Regions from separate parts of the Mus musculus genome. Here region 2 is linked to region 1. Evidence: chromatin contacts called from public promoter capture Hi-C data. All regions are on one chromosome and are shown on one strand. The core of a region is the stretch at or near the end of the contact, and the rest is flanking DNA. Distances in the headings are between cores, read along the strand shown. Region 1 holds the start of Hal (histidine ammonia lyase). Region 2 overlaps Amdhd1 (amidohydrolase domain containing 1).

The links. Promoter capture Hi-C pulls out the DNA fragments that hold promoters and counts their contacts.
Region 2: a contact with region 1 is called in a promoter capture Hi-C map of liver, with 3 times the contacts expected there. The contact joins the enhancer-like site here to the promoter of Hal in region 1. A contact is called at or near these places in 11 of 39 promoter capture datasets (the 3T3-L1 cell line, the C10 cell line, the HPC-7 cell line and 5 more), 1 of 15 datasets of contacts at CTCF or cohesin (CD8 T cells), 16 of 484 Hi-C or Micro-C datasets (the C10 cell line, CD4 T cells, the HL-1 cell line and 9 more), 7 of 115 datasets of contacts at active chromatin or transcription factors (bone marrow-derived macrophages, embryonic basal ganglia, embryonic stem cells and 2 more) and 3 of 9 other capture datasets (adipose tissue, liver and pancreatic islet).

Annotation. Positions count from the first base shown.
Region 1 is chr10:93,485,666-93,492,984 of GRCm38.p6, reverse strand. It overlaps Hal (histidine ammonia lyase), which reads right to left and starts at 4,217. Exons shown (of 20, transcript NM_010401.4): 1 at 3,608-4,217; 2 at 3,051-3,111; 3 at 2,918-2,945; 4 at 2,164-2,238; 5 at 1,998-2,070; 6 at 1,820-1,886; 7 at 1,138-1,175; 8 at 407-532. The coding sequence starts at 3,854.
Region 2 is chr10:93,521,920-93,529,084 of GRCm38.p6, reverse strand. Amdhd1 (amidohydrolase domain containing 1) reads left to right here. Exons shown (of 9, transcript NM_027908.1): 6 at 1,364-1,488; 7 at 1,799-1,892; 8 at 3,079-3,239; 9 at 4,583-5,747. The coding sequence ends at 4,670. Among named protein-coding and RNA genes, the nearest start is that of Amdhd1, 15 kb to the left of the region's middle. Within about 2 kb of position 3,519, at least 5 of the 459 cell types and tissues checked have an H3K27ac peak or open chromatin away from gene starts, as enhancers often do. A contact at or near this core is called in hepatocytes and liver, where this site is marked.

The sequences.
Region 1 (7,319 bases), core at 2,968-5,467:
CAGGGAACTTTAAGACTTCAGGTTCCCTGGGTGCCAACTGGAACCATTGTCTTGGGGATGGACATCATCCAGGAATTATGTTCCTGGATGACTTGGTGAATCCTTGATCGTATATGGGTACCACTGAATAGAAAGCTCTGTATAGAGCTTAAAAGGCATAATGTTAGGGTGAATGCTTATCTTAAATGTTAGATCAAAGCTACAAGATAGCCGTCCTTTATGGGAACAATTAAAGCTCCCAATTCTTGCTACCCAATTGCCAACCAGGTCTCCTTCTTGCCAAATCAGTTTTACACTCATTTTGATTATTTTCTTTTTAATCTCAGCATCTAGCCATCCAAGTCTACCTTTGTGGTGTGTAGCCACCATCTCTCTGAAAGGCCAGACTAAGGACACGTTGCCTTACCATTAAATGCTTCAATAACTTGTTTCAGCGTCTCCAAGGAAATCCCACTGTAACCTTTGGCTAAGACGTTGATCCTCAAAGCCAAGAGCATCCGACACCTCTCAGGACTGAGTGGTTTCCCAACACCTACAAAGCAGAATTGCCATTTTCTTTGAGAAAAAAAAATCCTTCTCCACCTCCTGCCTGCCCCTTTGCCCCCATCTTTCAGATCTTTTCCTAGTTTGCCAATCTCCCCCTGGCTTTCTGAAGCTGGGTGGATGGTGCTCCCTGTTGCCAGTCTTGCTTCTCAAAGCCTTGTCTGGACCAAGCTAGAGGCCCAGGCTCTCCTCAGATTGCTCCTTAGCATCCTTCAGGGAACCTCACCTGCCTAAATAGCTTCGGAATACTTCAGAGAGACCTTGGCGCAAGCTCCTTCCATGTCATGGGCCCAGGGTTCATCCTGTCTAGCTCATGACCCCAATATTAGCGTTCCCTTTTCTCCCCTAAGTGCAGTGGTCTCTTCCTAGGCTGGGACCCCATCTTTCCAAGGGGCTCTTTCTGTTTTCTAAGCTGCAGCAGAAAACTGGTCTGGCCTGATGTCTCCCTCACACTCCTGGGTCCCGAGCATCCAGCCCTTGGAATGCATTTGGAGCACGCCAGCTGATGGGACTTGTAGCATGGGACTTACATGATGCTAGTCAATCACGTGAGCTACGTGGTTTGGGAGGCACCCGATACTAGGAAGAATTTACCTGAAGAATGGGAACGGACTAAGTTGACTTGAAGCTCCCTGGAAGAGAAGGATGAGAACCCTCTTAGACACCTGTGTGTGTGTGTGTGTGTGTGTGTGTGTGTGTGTGTGTGTGTGTGTGTGTGAGAGGGGGGCATGCTTTCTCAGCTGGGAGTATAAAGGGAACAACAGGGAAGACTTTAGATGAGTTGCTGCATGCAGGGAAAGGACACACAGTAGGTCTCGTTCTCTCATGATGAGTTGGGTACAAGTCAACAGGAACCTTACACTGCCCATATAGGAACATGAGACGCTTGACTGTCTCCCAGGGTTGTGTGAGAATTTGCTGCCCATGGCTTGATCAAAAGCAGGGGTTCTCAACCTGTGGGTCCCAACCCCTTTGGGGCTCACATATCAGGATATCCTGCATATCAGAGATTTACTACAATTCGTAACTGTAGCCAAATTACCATTACGAAGTGGCAATGAAAATAATGTTGGGGGTGGGAGCGGGGAGTCATCACAACATCCTGGAGGAACTATATTAAAGGGTCGAAGCATTGAGAAGGTTGAGAACTACCGGTCTGAAGTGAGCTCTCAACAAATGTCAGTGTGCTTTAAAAAGAAAATGTGAATGATCTTCATGGGAACAAAATCTCCAAGTTGGGGCAGGTGGGGTTGTGGCGCCTTCATGGGAGACTTACTGTAGCTTATTGGCAGGGATTACAGTTCTAGCAAATTTTCCAAAACCTGTGGTGATGCCATAAACAACTGGAGTACAAAAAAGAAAGAAACAGACACTTTGATTAGATGCCACAGGGGTTCTCTTCCTACATTTGCCCGTAAACTAATGTTGGGACACCCCGAGAGAGAAAAGGATACCTGTTCTTTCTTTGATGATGCTGTCGATGACCTCCCGGGACTGCTGCACTTTCTTCTCAGCAATTGAAGTGAGCTAGGAGAGCATTGGCCAGGAGTGAGCATACGAAAGCCTTCCATGTCCAATGGGGACGGAAGGACACTGTCCTTCCTGTCCTCCCTCACGTACCTTTATCTTGTAACGTCCCTTGCCCAGGTTGACCAGATCCTCTGTGCTCAGACTGTCCCCATCTAGGGCAATGTACTGAACAAGAAGGGTGAGGTTCAGTGAGTGGGAGGGGCTTTGAAGGAGTAGCCTTGGATTCTGCCTGACCCCAAAGATAGTTTACTACCGTTCTGAGGCATTGATGTGCTAATTAAGAACAGGGCTGGCTTACGGGAACACTGGGCAAGAAAAATCAGAAAAACAGGGGCCAGGCTCCCCATAGTATACTCTGAGCTGGATGAAACCTGTCTTTTAGTATAGTGCTCACCCAGATATACCCTCCCCCTCCTCTTCCTCTTCTTCCCCCTCCTCTTCCTCCTCCTCCTCCTCCTCCCCCTCCTCCTTCTCTTCCTCCCCTCCTCCTCTTCTTCCTCCTCCTCTTCCTCCTCCTCCTCTTCCTCCTACTCCCCTTCCTCTTCCTCCTACTTCCCCTCCTCCTCTTCCTCCTCCTCTTCCTTCTCTTCCTCTTCCCTCTTCCTCCTCCTCCTCTTCCTTCTCCTCCTTCCCTTCCTTCTCCCCCTCCCCCTCTTCCCCCTCCTCTCCCTCCTCCCCTCCTCTTCCTCCCCCTCCCTCCTCCCCCCTCCTCCTCTTCCTTCTCCTCTTCTTCCTTGTCCTCTTCTCCCCCTCCTCCTTCCCCTTCTTAAAGTGGTAGGTGAAAGGAGGCATATTTCAGACATGACAGAGTTTTATATTCCCCACAAAAAGGAAAATAGCTTACTTTTTCAGGCTCCCGGTATTTGCTGTATCTAAAGCCAGGTAAAGGAGCAGACTAGCAATGTGGAACAGCCCCAGCCCCACCGTGTCAGGACCAGCCACCGCAGGGCTGACCAAAGGGGATGCACAAAGGATACAGGAAAACTCCTTCTGGCTGCGACGGAATGAAATCAGGAGACATCACATCACCTTCAATCACTGAAACAAGAAGGGGAGAGAGGGGCCTAGCAGGTCACAGGGTGTCACATCAGGGCAGGTGTCAGACCCAGGAATGACCCCTCCATGCACTGAGCTTGTGTTTCATAGCAACGGCTGCTGGACCGTGACATCCTACATTTTCACACGGTCTTAGCGTCTTTACACAGGAAAGCAAAAAGCAGAAAGGTAGCAGGGGGATGTACGTGGAAGATTGGTTCTAGCCTGCTTCTGTTTCTACTCTGGCAGTCCCTTACAGAAGGATTCTGTCATTGCAAGGGACTCTAACCTGCAGCCTTGGGTTCAAGTCCAGACTGTCACTGTGGCCTGCCTCTCTCCATCTATTGCAGGCTGGGGGCAGGGGGAGGTGGATGATAAAGCAAGGCTTGAGGCTCCCCCAGGGCAAGTACTCAAGTCTTTTTTTCTTGCCGTGTTCCCTGACACGGGGGTGACTTCCTCCAGGACATGCCAAGGCTCTGTTCCCCTGAGGGCCACTCACCCACTTCTACGAACTCATTGTCCTCTAAGGCCACCTCCAGCTCGTCCTCATTGTCCAGCAGGCCCAGGCCCTTGCACCGATGCACAAGGAATTGCACTTCATCCACCGAAGTGAAGCCACCATTGTCCGGTTTGTTCTTCATGTAGCGTCGCACAGCCTCACGGCCCAGCCAGCCAACAGTGAGCTTCCCATCCTGACAGGGCACCGCCAGCCATTCCCCACGCACGTGCACTGTGTACCTAGGCATGGCTCAGATGCTATAGCCCTTCTGAGCAGCAGGCCACTGTAACCAAGGGCTGGCTCCTTTCCTACAGTCCTCGACTGGGGAGAGCCTTTATCCTTTACCAGGGAGGGGAGTGTCTGCTGGGGTGTGGTTGGCAGTGAGACTGAGAGTGGACTTTCAGAACACACCCCTTCCCTTGCCTTTAGCCATTCACACTTTAAACAAATATTGATTGCGGTCTCTGGTGTTCCTTTGGCCTTTCTGGATGCTGAACTAGGTGCAGGAGACAGGGATATGGGTAGCTGAGCCCACTTTTAATGTAACCTTGTAGTTCTCTGACCCTGGAAGTCCTTCTGACCAGGGTTCCCCGTTCTCTCTCTCCCTTTCTGAGTCTGCCTTGAAAGCTGCTTATAAACACCATGTTCCCCTCTTTAGGGAATTACTCAATTGGTAAAACGCATCCTCTCGGTCAATTGTGACACCCAGAGTGTAGCAATCCCCATTCATTTATTTATTCCACAAACACGCGTTGAGCAACGCCTCCCTGCCAGTGCCCAGTGCTACCAAAGCCATTGCTCCATCAAAGAAAGCAGTTCTGAAAAGGTTGTGTTTAGACACATGAATCACCGTAGCTTGGAGGCCCTCAGCTCACTACCCTGGGGTGAGTGAGTGATCTTCCCGTTTCCTAAGCCAAAGGCAAATTCTCTAATGCCGTGATTCGCGGCATCTACCTGGGATAAATCCTGGCTGTGTGACTCGCAGTCATTTGAGTCCCCTGGGATTCAGCTTTACTCGTCTATGAAACGAATATCCCCACGGGCAGCTGGAAGGACAAAGTCAATTAGTGTGTGTCAACCCTGAGGTCCGTGCCTGCTGGATGGGGAGACTCCCAATTACTCTCACCAGGACTTGGACTTTAACACTCCACATGCCCTCAAGAGTGTGTGTGTGTGTGTGTGAATATTCCTTATCTTTGCCCCCTGGATATCCCTAGTTCAGCTAAGCTTCTTCCCTGCCCCAAACCGCTTCCCCTGCACCCCCCCCCACCTAATTTTGCCCCACCTGTGTTAAGGAACACTGATAGCCCAAGAGATTCAAAGAATTGTGTGCGCTTTAGTAGTATGTCAGTTCTGAGAAATTTGATTGAATAATCAGAAACCCTGACCTGCCTTCTACTTCATTAGAACAGTTGCTCTGTAGATAGACACCCAGATCCACATCCAGTGTCTTACCATCAGTCTATCGAAATGTATTCATCAGACAACCACACCCCGACTGTGCCCTGCAATTTGGCAACATCTCGATTTGCTATCAAGACAGAAGTTAGCTTCAGTTCAGTATTCCACCTCCAGGACATGGCCTTCCACCTTACTTAGCTCATCTCTGCCCACGGACCTGACCTCCGGTTAACCCTTTCTTCTCCTCCTGAACCCCACCGCTTAGGAAGCTATCCTAGTTGCTTATGTGGCTATGCTTAAACAGCTTCAAGGTCCTTGGGAAGCCAGAATCTATTATGTGTGTAATTTGGGATGAAACCCATACCCTGAGTCCTTACTCTGGACTGTCACCTGCTTACCCCAGCAGACTGATGTAACAAGTCCTATGACCGTGGGGGTGATGGCACCACCCTTTGACTCATGCCCCCCCCAGAGGGAACGCTCCAAGTCTTCCCTCTCTCCTCAACTTGCAGCTCATTCCCAGATACGGGCTTCATCTTTTACAACTCTGGGAAAACTGTGGCCCTCAGATGTGAACCACCTTCATTTATTCATTCATTCACCACCAAGTCCTGTCTGAATACCTGTTCAGATGTTGATGTCTGGAGATGAACAGATGCGCCAAGGCTGAGATGTCCCACTACCCCTCAGGTTGAAAGGTCACCCAAACTATCGGGTGCTCTTGCTGACATCCCAGGTAGACCCAGCTTTTGAGTGATTCCATGATATCAGTACCGGGCAATCAGTTCCTCCTAGCCATGTGAAGATTCTACACAAACCTCAAATATCATGTGGCTGACTTCTCATTTTTTTTCTCTTCACACTCTCTGGTCTCCTTTGCGTGTCAGATAACTCCAGAGCTGTTGTCTCTGTTCACCTTATGTGTAAGTCACCCTTAATCTGGGTTCGGTGGAATTCTTTGCCAGGCTATGTTAGCATGCCCATCTTTTTCACCATTTATACACTTCTGTTCTTTTAGTTCCTCGGGTGATCCTGTGCACTTGATCTGACACAGAGACAACTCAGTGCATGTGAATTAGCTGAACTTGAGCCAGTGAGAATGCATCCTTGGTCCTAGGAAAACCAGTAGCAGGGTGTGTCTCTGGCGCCCTCTAACCTTTCCAGGGAAGAAATGCAAGTGAGAGCCATGTGCTGGGAAACGGGATTATGCTGTAGCATGGATAAGTCCACCAAAGAACACAACTGGATTCAAGGATTGGACAGGAACCATCTTCGGGGTGTTCTTAATCTTTACATTTTTAGGGGGTACCCAGTGATGACACACACCCAAAGCTTATACTCTAAAACAACACTCCCCTTAGCTAGAGTTTATTTGACCAGGAGTGGGCTCAGTGGAGAACTTGGAACTGTGATTGTCGTTCTATGTGTAACCCAGGGTGAGCTGGGTTCAGAGTGCACATTAAGAGTAAGAGAAACACACGAGACAGAAGCACCGATGTCTCCGTGTTGCAGACCCTCTGTGACCCTTAAATAACATCCTTCTGCTCTGACTGCCAATGTCCCGCCCCCCCTGCCCCCCCCCCCCCACAGGTTGCACGTGGAAATGCCCCGAGCTGCAGGGTACTCTCTTAGGCCTGTCTTTTATTTGGTTCAAATTCAATCAATGGGTCTCCACATGCCGTGTGCTCTGGGGAGGTGGTGAGGCAGGCTGAATGGAGTGAGGGTACACTGGGATGCTCAGGGTGGTCACCTGATCTGTGAAGAACAGGAGACTGGGGTAAGTCCACTGGGGCAGCAGGATGGATCCAGGGCTGGGGAGCTGTGGTTTGCATATGCTCAGCCCAGGGAGTAGCACTATTAGATGTGGCCCTGTTGGAGTAGGTGTGTCACTGTGGGTGTGGGCTTTAAGACCTTCATCCTAGCTGCCTGGAAGCCAGTATTCTGCTAGCAGCCTTCAGATAAAGACAGAGAACTCTCAGCTCCTCCTGCACCATGCCTGCCTGGAGCTGCCATGTTCCTGCCTTGATGATAATGGACTGAACCTCTGAACCTGTAAGGCAGCCCCAATTAAATGTCCTTTATAAGACTACAAATATCTCATCATGGAAGCTGTAATATGTCCCAACGTATCCCATGTATTGGCTACACACCTTCACTTGCAAATGTTCATTTTGATGAGTCATTGGTTTGCTTCAAGAGCTTTGGCTTCAGTGACATCAACATGGAATTCTCACCAGGACTCTTGCTGGTTACCCTGCTGTTGTCCTGTGCCATGGAGATCCTGCAGCTTCGGAACAGCAGGACTCACCCT
Region 2 (7,165 bases), core at 2,270-4,769, 37 kb before region 1:
TTCTCCCCCTTTCTCTCTTGTATCTTTTCACCTCCTCTGCCTCTCCATCACAAACCAAGCACGGCCGACTACCTTTAACATCCTATATCCCAAACCTGCTGTTTTCCTGATTCATATTCTCATCCAAGGCTCACCATAGCTACTCCTCCTCTAGGACCCCAACCCAAATCTCTTTAAGATTGTATTGTGACTTCACCCTGCTTTTTCCCCACTGGCTAAACTTGCACCCAACACTCGGAACTCTCTATCCCTGGAGGGCAGTACAGTGCCTGGGGTAGAGATAGGCTTCTGCAAGCTAGTATTTTCTGACTTTGTTGTATGGATGTAATCTGTGTGGTCAGTGAGTGACTATTGATCAGAGAGAGCAACTAGTGGATAAAACTGAGAGAACCCAATACCCCTGATCAGAAAATTAGATTCAGAAAGCAGGCTGAATCCAAAGTCAGAGAGAAATGTCCCCTAAGGAGTTTCCTGTGAACCCACTGGCCTTTCAGATCTTCAGTCGCCGACATCTTGAGTACTGACAACAGGGGTCAACACTTCCTCCAGTTAGGATGTGGCAGCTTCCCATGGCCATACAGTACAAGTGACAGTTTAACATGGATTAAACCCTTGGGTTGTTTAACATGCCAGTCTTCAGCCTGGGAATTGTGTGTGCATGTGTGACACTCGTCCATGGAGGACTAAAGTATGGGATGGAACAAGCTGAGAAGAAGCCCGCTATAAAGCTTCCGTGGTCCTGATGCAGCATCTCTCTGAGCTGTCTGCCAACAATTGAGTCCCAACATTTCTGCTGGAGAAAAACCACTTTTAAGTTGACAACTCAAATTATTTAAAGTTTTTTTTTTTTTAACTGAATTTGTTTTTAACCCCAGAGTGGATGGCATTCTGAGACATCCATCTTTGTTGCATTTCTGTGAATTCTGGAATAATTAGATTTTATTACTGATATTATTCCCATTTTTTTTATTCCGATCCCTGGGAGTCACAACATAGTTTCAGAAAATATCGATATAAGATTCATTTATTGTGTGTTTCTGTGTTTGTTTTGAAACAAGTTCTCTATATATTACTCTGGGTGGCCTGGAACTCACTATGTAGCCAGCCTAGGCTGCCAATTGTCCTGCCTCAGTCTTCCAAGTGCCTGGATTACAAATGTGATCCACCACACCTCACTTTAATACTACTTTTTATCTCCAGCATGCTAATTTTCAAATGGCTTGTCTGTGACAAACCCTTTGTTTTTGAGAGCTTGTGCTCATCAGAAATAGTTGACAAGGATTCTTAACAGGGCAGAGGAAGCAGTGTCATAGCATTTTATTGAATTGTTGTTGTATGTTAAACCTCTGCCCATCTTGCCTAGCTTGGGGCCGAACTGGGAGCACAGGCTATCAGCCACCTGGAGGAAGTCAGCGACGAAGGCATTGCTGCCATGGCTGCGGCTCGGTGTTCTGCTGTCCTCCTGCCCACCACAGCCTACATGCTGAGGTAAGGAACCTCTCTTACCCTGACACAGTGCCTTCGAGTACAGGTTGTGAGGATGCAGACTTCGGAGATGCGTTGTTCCAAAAAGCTCCGGAGAAACTCAGATGCCAAGGGATGCGGCAACAGTGGCACAAAGCCATCATCCTAAAGGCGCAACCAGCAAACCCATGAAATGTCAGGTGATGCCAATGCTCACCTCCACTCCACCTGGAGCTTTCTCTTCTCTTTTAGAACATGAACGCTCCCGCCATCCCTGCATCAATTCTGAAAAAGTCCCACCTGGAGAATGACACCTTTCTTCCCCTCCCCTTAGGCTGAAGCAGCCTCGAGCCAGGAAGATGTTAGACGAGGGTGTCATAGTTGCTCTGGGCAGCGATTTCAACCCCAACGCGTACTGCTTTTCCATGGTAATTACCTTTTGGATATTTCTCTGAACAGAGTGGAAACTATGGAGCATATAAATGTTTAACTTTTTCATCAGTTGTGAATCTTTTTTGTTTGTTTGTTTGTTTGTTTTGAGACAGGGTTTCTTTGTGTAGCCCTGGCTATCCTGGAACTCACTCTGTAGACCAGGCTGGCCTCGGATTCAGAAATCTGCCTGCCTCTGCCTCCCGAGTGCTGGGATTAAAGACATGTGCCACCACCGCCCGGTGTGAAAATGTATTTTAAAATATAAAAATATTTCCTTGAGAAGAAAGAGGGAAAGGGTTTAGTTGGTGGTATAATTGAATTTTTCTGCACACACAAATTCATCCAGTTATGAAGAGATAAATCTCTATTTTTTGAGACTTAAGGGTTTGTGATAAACCATTTTCCTTCTCTGGGGCATAGCAGAAACTCAGTGAGACTTTAGTGAGTAAGGATGGAGATAAGCTTCTCACATAGCATAGGGTCTTAAAAAACTGTATAATATTATTTAAGTAAATATTAAACACACAGTATTATTAAATAATAAAGGAATTTCCCCCAAAGTTTAAGAATCTTATGTGTAAATTGCATTTTCCAATAACAACTTGGCAATACACATATATATTTATTACAGATATGTGTGTAGTATATAATGTAATAAAATATATGTAATATATTACATATGTATAAGTAATATATTATAAATATCTATAAATACACATGCACACAATATAATATGTAATATAATATATAATATATTGCATATAATAAACATTTTATGGTATGTTTATAATATATTGTATATATTATATATTTTTTAAAAGATTTATTTATTTATTATATGTAAGTACACAGTAGCTATCTTCAGACACCCCAGAAGAGGGCATCAGATCTCATTACGGATGGTTGTGAGCCACCATGTGGTTGCTGGGATTTGAACTTAAGACCTTCGGAAGAGCAGTCAGTGCTCTTAACTGAAAAGCCATCTCTCTAGCCCATACATCGTTTTTGGGGGGTGGGGAGTAGAGTAAAATCTGGGGCCTTTTACATCTGAGCCCAGATTATCCCTGAGCCATTCCTTCCAGACACGCATTCAATTGTCCTGCTTGTGCTGTGTGGAGAGGCTTCCTAGATAGCAGTTGCTGCTACTCTGCTGCTCTCCAGTGCTGTCTCTCCTTGCCTTAGCCGATGGTCATGCACCTGGCCTGTGTGAACATGAGAATGTCCATGCCGGAGGCCTTGGCCGCTGCCACCATCAACGCGGCTTATGCGCTGGGAAAATCTCACACCCACGGATCTTTGGAAGTTGGCAAGCAGGGGGACGCCATCATCATCAATGCATCCAGGTGCGTGTCCTCCCCAGCGACTGGTAACCATAGCAACGATTAGCTGTCTTATTCGATGCCCATGTAGACAAGTTGTAGATGTCTTCCTACTTGTACTTAGTAAGTATCAGGCTCTGTGTAGACTCCACACCACTGGACCCCCTCTATCTTTACCCCTTTCCAACCAGAAGGTCTCCCTTGATATCCTCATCTTTGTAGTAAAGCCAGTCTCCAAATCCCTTTCTCTGCCTTGCCTTTTTCCTGGGCCTCCAATTCCTGCTGTTTTCCTGGACTTGGGACTTGTCCCTGAGCCTGTGTGTTTGCTTTCATGCTTGCCTCCTGACCTCTTGCTTGTTTACAGCCCTGTTTATCACCTGGCTCTGATTTATTCGTTCTCTGACTCATGGAATCAAAGGACTCTCAAAGCCTCTATTCAGCTCTCCTATTCCTGAGTTCTTAATACTCACTTGTGGTCTGCTATAACTTGGGCCTCCAGTGCCACAAGCTTGGGCCTAGTGTCTAAATCTAAATGTTGGAGATGTTCTATCCCTTTGACCCTCATAAGCCCATAATAGCCACTGGACCCCACGTTCAACAGCGGAGACCAGCTCCTTCATTTCAGTCCTTCTCGAAGCATCTCCTCCATCCATCAAAGATAATGTGCATGTACTACTCATGAATGGGGTTTTAAAGGTTCAGGGACTGGAGAACTGGCTCAGCTCATAGAACACTTGCTGCACAAACAAGGGGACCCGAAGTTGAGCATCAGTGCCCACGTAAAAAGCCAGGCTTAGCAGGATGGGCCCGTGCTCTGAGCACTGGGGAAACAGAGACAGGGGAATGCCTAGGGTTTGCTGACCAGCCAGTCTAGTGAAATAGAGGGACTCCAGGTTCAGTTACAGAGCTGCCTCAAAAAAATAAGGTGGATAGTAATCAGGAAGACACCAATGTGGAGGACTGACTTCCGTGTGCACTTACACAAGTGAGCAGGCATACACCACTCATATGTATGTATACACACACACACACACACACACACACACACACACACACACACACACACACACACGCACACTGAATTCACTTTAAGTTAGGTTTTTTGTTTGTTTGTTTGTTTGGGTTTTTTGTTTTGTTTTGTTTTGTTTTTGTTTTTTGAGACAGAGTTTCTCTGTGTAGCCCTGGCTGTCCTGGAACTCACTCTGTAGACCAGGCTGGCCTCGAACTCAGAAATCCGCCTGCCTCTGCCTCCCGAGTGCTGGGATTACAGGCGTGCGTCACCACCTTTAAATTCGTATTAACTGACACGGTGATGCTTTTGATTTATGTGCACTGAAGCAACGATTTCCTACTTTCTTTCTTTCTAGATGGGAACATTTGATTTACCAGTTTGGAGGCCATCATGAATTAATTGATTATGTTATAACTAAAGGAAAAGTCATCTACAAGAAGTGATATCTTTGAACCAATAAGATGCCTCAGTGCGATAAGTCTCTTGTCACCAAACCCTGAGTTCGATCCTGGAGCTCATGAGGGTGGGAGGAGAGAATGTCTAAGAGTTACCCTCTGACCTCCACGTACTCACCTGCTATGTACCAGACCCCTCCTCACCTCCACATAAATCAATGTAATAAGATAAAAAATATTTTTTAAAAAATGACAGCTCTTCAAGGAAAGATTTGATGCTTTGTATCAAATAACGCCATGTAAGTTAAAGCCCTTCCGTGGCTTACAGAACGGTGTCACTTAAGCCTAACCAGATGTCAGGGTTTTACTATTCACCGGAAACCCCAAGGGATGGACCTGTTTGAAGTGAACATGTATGGCTATCTGGAAGTGTAAATAGGTAAACCTGGGATGAAATGTAGAGTTGTTTTTCAAAGACTGGCTGCAGACATTCTGAGATGAATATGCTATGAATGTGAATTGAATATATGAGATGAATTTCAGATAGCTCAGAAATTCCCTTGTGGGAGAAACAACCTTGGCTTGAGAGATCTGTTTTGTTTCTGCAAATGTTATGCCCCAGTGAGACCAAGGGTACCATTTCCTAAGAAGCAGGCAGAGTCTTTGCTCCCCACGGTTTGTCTGGGGACAAACGTGGGGGGCAGAGATGGCCTCCCATTTTTAACATCGTATCAGCCCTTGTAATAAAGCTTTACCACAGAGTTCAAGACCTGATATCTTGCACAGATATGGAAACTCTCCTCCACAGACACGCTTTAGTCAATGACAATGAGGTTGTGTTAAAACAGAAATCTTTACGTTAATTTTTTTTTCGTATCACAAAGTCATGGGTTTTATAGTTCTCCATAAATATTTGCTGTTATTACCATTGTTGCCTGACAACCCCGGACATGGATCAGTTGTTTTGTCTAGGGAGTTTTTGGAAATGTTCAAAGAACGGATCACAAAATTATCTGCAGAGTGAATGACTATTTAGGCAAACTTGTATTTCTAAAGCCACACCCCCTTGAAAACTTGTAAACTATTTCAGTGAAATTTGCAATGCTAATACAAATTAGTGACGCCACAAATCAATGTTAGTTGCCAAACAATCATCAAATCCAGGCTGGCAGGGCCGGATTACGAGGCGCGTTGGGTTCGGTGTAAATCAAGTCAAGATCCTGCATGAATTGGGTGTTGCTGCTGCAATACTGGAGGTCACGCTGCTTGCGGAGTGAAGAAGTTTACTTAACTCCCAGTTGTGTCTGGTTAAGTTCCAAACAGCATGGTACGACCTCTGGGGAGCCCCTGTCCAACCCTTTGTGCTGTGTCAACTCAAGGCAGACTGCAATAGAGGGAATGGTGGGTGAGTGAGCTACGACACCCCCACACAGAAGACAGATAGACTAGGTATGGTTAAATCCAGGCTTTTTAAAATGCAGGGCTTTAAAGGACTATCCACAATCTCAGGAGAAATGCCTTCTGTCTCTCTATGTCTCTCTGTGTCTCTGGGTCTCTTTCTCTCTATCTCTCTGTCTCTATGTCTCTCTGTCTTTCTCTCTGTCTCTCTTTCTGACTCTCTCGTAATCCGCCTGTGTGTCTCTCTCTGTTTCAATCTGTCTCTCTTTGGTTCTTTAAGATAGGATTTCTCTGTCCTGAAACAAGCTTTGTAGACAAGGGTAGCCTCGAACTCACAGAGATCCACTTGCCTCTGCCTCCTAAGTGCTGAAATCAAAGGTGTGTGCCACCACAGCCAAGTGCCTTAGTCCCTTTCAAAGACAACCCTCCACCACATGAGCTGGGGTGGTGATAGACACCTGAAATTCTAGCACTGGGGAGGTGGAGACAGAAGGATTGAGTCCCAGGCTGGTAGCCTGGGCTACTTATTGAGGCCCTGTCTCAAACATAGCAAAATAAAATTTAAAAAATCAGAAAGGAGAGGGAAAAGGAACATGGGCATATCGGACGTCTTAGTTCAATTCAGTTTCATCTCTTTGCCTGCCAAGAAGTTGCCTGTCAAGAAGTTTCCACCCTTTGGGAGGCGGTATCACCCTTCTGAGGTGAGACTGTGTGGGCCAGGTGCCATACAGGGTGGGCAAGCTAATATGTTCGGAAAAGAAAGACACACACGAAGACCTCATCATGATTTTTCTTTAATCTGTCTGGAAAGTGCAGAGGTAACACCCTTTCTTCTGAAGTTCTAGTTCTAAGCTGGGCATTGCCTTTGGAGGATTTGTGATCCTATTAAGGCCAAAATGGACACTAGAAATAAAGACAATGCCAGACAACCTTAAAATCTTCCTCCCTCAAAAGAACAACTCACTGATAAACACACTAATTTCATATTTAGATTAGTTTTTACCAGAAACTGGAATGTTCAACTCTTGGTCTAAGAAGAAGCATTTGAAAGGTGCGGCAATACCAACCTCTCTTATGGGGTTAAAAACCCAGAAACCACTCTTCACTACCAAAGTCTGAACTGAACATCTGTATTAAGCCAGCAA